Linked DNA regions of Capsicum annuum: region 2 is linked to region 1. The links are chromatin contacts, called in public Hi-C maps. All regions are on one chromosome and are shown on one strand. Each heading gives the region's core, a stretch centred on a gene start, on an enhancer-like site or on the middle of the called end of the contact. The rest is flanking DNA. Distances are from core to core; before and after follow the strand shown. Region 1 overlaps LOC124888071 (a long non-coding RNA gene). Region 2 holds the start of LOC107840303.

Region 1 (2,692 bases), core at 132-2,631:
AATAGGGCTGATATACAGTCAGTATAGAACTGATATACACTTCAGAAAAATGGACTGAAGTCCATAATTCAAGCCCAAAATTGGGCAGTTTCATTAATGGGCCAATTGAGGGCCCAATTTTGATTCTTGCATCATTTTTTGCAGGCAAATCACATAAATATACACTTTAAGAGTCAATATTACAAAAACTACACATAGTTTCTATTTTACAAAATATAACAATAGATAACAAAATCTACCAAATAAGGCAAAAGAAAAAATAAAAGACAATAAATAAAATAACATGATTTAAGGGGGTAACTTAATAGTTGATATTTTACCTGCAAATTCTCCTATTTTGTTTTTCATCAATTTTTTTTCAAAAATAATAAATAAGGCAAACGAAAAAACACTACATTTATTTGATATTTGTTTTATGTTTTCAAATTTAATTTATCTAATTAAATTGACCTTAATTTTTAATATTTTTTAGGAGAAAACATCATTAATAATAGTAAATTCTCCGGTTGATTCAAACCACATTCTATACAAATTTCATACACCATAAAATTATTGATATACCTATTTTTATATAAATCGGACACCATAAAATTATTAATACATCAATTTTTATATATTTTGAACACCATAAAATTATCAATACACCAATTTTTATATAAAAATTTATATTACACCATAAACTTATAGATACACCAATTTTTATATACACCAGACACTATAAAATTATTGATACACCAATTTTTATATATTTTCGACATCATGAAATTGCTATTATTGATAAAATAATTTCTAGATAATTCAAACACCATAAAATTATTGATACAAAATTATTAATACATCAATTTCTTATAATTCAACAACATAAAAATATTGATACACCAATTTTTATACAATTCAAACACCATAACGCTGTTCATACACCAATTTCTATACAATTCAGACACCATAAAACTGGTGATACACCAATTTCTATATAATTCATATATAAATTTTTATACAATTCATACACCAAATTCTATACAATTCACAGACCTACACCAATTTCCTATACAATTCATTCCATAAAATCATTGATATTCTTCACTTGCCGGTGTCATCGAAAAAATCTGGAAAAACAATCAGTAGTAACAAACATTGAGAAAAAATTCAAAACCTCCATTGAAAATCATATCCACCGCCGCCGTCGCCACAACATCAAATTCTCCACCATATCCTAAACACAAAACATACTGATCGATGAACAAACGGTGTTCTATCAAAAATCTGCCCAAAAAAAATCAAGAAAACTACGACCATGTCTTCCAAGATTATGCTGAAACCTAAGGGAAGAATACCAAAAGGGCTGCTGCAGCGGATGAGGAAGACGGAACAATGGCAGTGGTGGGGAAATTCGTGAAGGAGTGGGGACATGGACAATAACGAAAGCCAAAGTGATTACACACTATGGTTTCATCCTGCTTTTTATCATCATTGACATGAATTCTTAACCCAAACCTTCTCTTTTTCAGCTTTTTAGTCCCGTGTAAAGCCATATTTCTTGATAGGTTATTTTAGGGTTTGTTGGGAGTGGACGGGGGGGGGGGGGGGGGAATTTTAGTTGGTGGGGGCCCCCCACGCATATGCCAGCTATAAAAAATCACTTTTAGTGGTAGATTTTGTAAATAAAAAATACCTTTTGTAAATTAAAAAAACTAGTGGTAGTTTTTGTAATATTAATGCTTAAATTGTATATTCATGTGATTTTTCCTTTTTGTAGCTTGTATTGTTTATTTGTGCTAATTAACATTTAAATTAATTAATCTAGATAAATTTCCTAAGGTGTTGTCATTTTATTTTTATCTTAATTCATGAACTTTTCACCTAATTTATATCGTTTAAAGACGGATTAAATTGTTTCCTTCGATTTTCTCCGTAATAAATCTTTTAAAAGTGAATAGTTTATTTTAATATGATATTTATTTTATTCATATGACTAATAGTCTATTTGGATTTAAATAATTCTCTTCAAACTCAAGAAACTAAATTTTCTTATAAATTTCAACTTATCATAATTAATAAGAGAAAATGGTCAAAAGTCTCCTCAACCTTTATTCCAAATTTCAACTACACACTTATACTTTGCGAGACTCCTATGACCCCCCTGAACTATTTAAAATGAAATTATTACCCCCAGTGCTGACATGACAAGAGAGTGTGTTTCACTCTCTTTAAAAAGAGTGAGAACGAAAATAATTTATTAAAAAATTATTTTTAATATTTCTTTAAAAATATATATATAATTTTAATTATTATTTTTCTTTCTTCTTCTTCTTTTTCTTCTTTTTCTTCAATGATATCCAAGAACTCATCAATGACATTTCTTCTTCTTCTACGTGGAATGACACGTGGCAGCGCGTGTAAACCACAAATTAAAATAAAATCTGGGTATGAGCTTTTAGACGGACATATATTTCACTTTAAAATAGTTTGGGGATAATAATTCCATTTTAAAATAGTTCAAGGGGGTCATAGGGCCCCCGCAAATTATAAGTGTGTAGTTGAGATTTGAGGTAAAGGTTGAGGTTTTTTTTGACCATTTTCTCTAATTAATAATGGTTTTAATTCAACACTCTCTTAACATTTTTCCAAAGGTATTATCTATAATATAATCAACTTTTTCTATAACGATTAATAATAAGAAAATAATTCCATA
Region 2 (2,692 bases), core at 60-2,559, 49 kb before region 1:
TCGGTCTCATCTGCTGCCACTTCATCTGAAGATACAAGATCAGTGGCAGAAGAATCAGTGATCTTATGATCATCTACCAAGTTGGTGTTTGGGCCAACGATATCAGCCTTCTCTTCCCTTTCATTGCTATAAATTTCGACAAAAAACTCTTTGTCATCTTCATTTATCAGAGAAGCTACCTCTGTAGTACTCTGTATTTGTTTTGGTACATTCTCATTCAAACCTAATCCACGGGGATTAGCTCGACGGGGGGAGAAGCATCCCAACTTGAGATTCCTCTGATTCTTTAGCGTACGCCTTCTTGCTGACATGAAACACTTTAAGGGAGGCAAAGGAGGGTGATGGTGACCATTAAGGGAGCAATATGTGTATGGGCAAACCTTGAAGACAGAAGTTCCAGCTGATTCTGTTCCTCCAGGACTAAGTTCAAGGTATGAAGGAAACTTGGCTTCTTTCAAAGTTGATGAACATGTAGCCCTCTCTACATGAAAGTCTTCACACAGAACAATAGGGGAACATGGTTTCTTCGCTGAAACTCTTGCTGGTTTAAAACTAGGAGTTTTTGTCAGGGTGGTCCTCACTAGTTTCAAACTAGAAGTTCTAGCTAATAAACTCCTTGTTGGTTTGTTAACAGAATTAGATGAGCCTAACTTTGAGTTATTTGAATTTTTTCTGCTAGAACTTTGAGAATAAGTTTGAGGGCTCCTTGAACTAACCTGAGATTGCTCTTTCCTTGCAACAGAACTGCTGGTGGACTTCATATAATTTGGAGTGGATGTTGACTGCTGCTGCTTCTTTGGTGTTGAAGAATTAGTAGTGGGGGGTGGCTTTCCTGGCTGAGGTACATATTTTCTGAAATTTGGTGAGTGACAGATTTCATAATCTGAGTGTTTGGTTTTGCCTGATTTCTTCATCATCTTCTTCTTGACTTCAGATCCTTTGTTCTTGATATCATGGCTTTGTGATATAGGCAAAGATGGTTTGTGGTTAATCATTTGCTTGTTGGCTTTAATATGATCAGCTTTGATACCAAGCTTTCTTTGCACCATCTTAGTGGGGTTTAGGAAAAGAAAGATATATTCTTTTCAAAGGATTATTGGATATCAGGTGGTGTTTCTTCTTCTTGAGATAGAGAGTTTCAGTTCATGAAGAAAGGCAGTTTTTGATATCTCAACTACCAGAGATTCCAAAGGTTATTTCCTTTGGTTTGCAAGCAGACCTCCTTTTTTAATGTTCTTGTCTTGCTTTCTTTTGTGTGTGTGTGTGTTGTTGTTGGGGGGTGGGGCTTGCTTTTTGGTGTTTGATTTGTCATGTGGGAAATTTTTAATATTAAGATTAAGATAAGAACTAGATGCTGACCTGCACTAATGGGGAGGTCATGGGGTCCTTTTTGGATTCTTTTATGCTAATTCTGGTTTGAATTATTGTGATTTATGGACAATCAACAGATGGCACTGCTGCACTGTCTCATTTTAATAACTGATGGATTATTTGGTCCAATACAAAGTTACCCTAATCATATACTACAACAACATATACTCGATTGTTCTAATAGACCTAACTCGATAGAAAAGAAAAAAATTTGAAGCATGATTGCAAGAAAGTATAACAAGAGAACAACAAAATACAAATCAAATGAAGCAACACATAGTAATATACATAGATATGATTCTAAAATTATAATATCACCTTTTCTATGTGATAGATAATCATAAGATTTTGGGTATAAATTATTATTCTGATTTATCTTGTAATCACAACAAAATACTGAATAAACTTAATCTTCAGAAGTCATTACAGATTTCCACTGTTATGTATTTCATGAAATGACTCACACTCCTCTTAACTTTATATTAAAGATTTTTAAAAAATGAAAACATTACAAGATACACAAAAGCTTATAATGCTTGTAGAGTCTCTCGACGTCGGAAGATTAGGTGGAAAAAATAATATCACTTAATCACCATCAAATTAATTGTACTCTTTTTCTATTCGTAAAGATTCTATTAGATTTTTTATTTTTTTAATCTTTTGGAAAATGACAAAAAGATAGGAGCAATAATTTTAGTTAAAGATGAACTTGCTTGACAAAACATAATGGCATAAATTAAGGGACCATAACATACAGTTTAACTGATTATTTAGATCTTTAATATACCCAAAGTCGTTTATTCTCAAGTATTAAACCTTATAAAATAGTAGGCATGATGTTGATGGTGAAGGAATATGATTTTCCTTTTTCTTTTTGTGCTTTATTAGATAAAAGAAAAGTAAAGAAATAGGAATATGCAGAAGACAAATCTTGCATTCTAAGGGTGATTTAGTTGACCATTAAAAAACCATGGACTCCATTAATTTATTTTACTTTTCAAAAACAAAAACAAAAAAAAGGTTAGTGGAAATAGCCACAAATTTGGAAAAAGGAAAATGAGAAAAGGGGGGGAAGAAAAAAAAAAAAAAAAAAAAAGATGGGGTATTTGTAGTAGGGACCCATCCACCATGAGGACTGAGGACTGAGAGCTGAGGAGGAGCGTCTTTGTTGTACCGCAGATTTTTTCAGACGCTCCTCACCTTTTTCATCTTTCTCTTTGCTTTCTCTTTAAGGAAAAAAAGATTTAGGGTGTGTTTGGTACGAAAGAATTCTTATTTTCTTTTGAGAATATATTATTTTTTAATTTTATTTTTTTTTTTA

The links. Hi-C and Micro-C count contacts between places; a contact is called where the count stands out from the background.
Region 2: a Hi-C map of leaf shows a contact between it and region 1, with 2.4 times the contacts expected there. The contact joins the promoter of LOC107840303 here to the enhancer-like site in region 1. A contact is called at or near these places in 3 of 5 Hi-C or Micro-C datasets (bud, leaf and placenta).

Annotation. Positions count from the first base shown.
Region 1 is chr1:155,921,245-155,923,936 of UCD10Xv1.1, reverse strand. All of the region lies in intron 1 of LOC124888071 (a long non-coding RNA gene), which reads left to right. Among protein-coding and RNA genes, the nearest start is that of LOC124888071, 3.3 kb to the left of the region's middle. Within about 2 kb of position 1,381, at least 3 of the 5 cell types and tissues checked have an H3K27ac peak or open chromatin away from gene starts, as enhancers often do. A contact at or near this core is called in leaf, where this site is marked.
Region 2 is chr1:155,969,839-155,972,530 of UCD10Xv1.1, reverse strand. LOC107840303 reads right to left here and starts at 1,309. Exons shown (of 2, transcript XM_016684125.2): 1 at 1-1,309. The coding sequence starts at 1,049.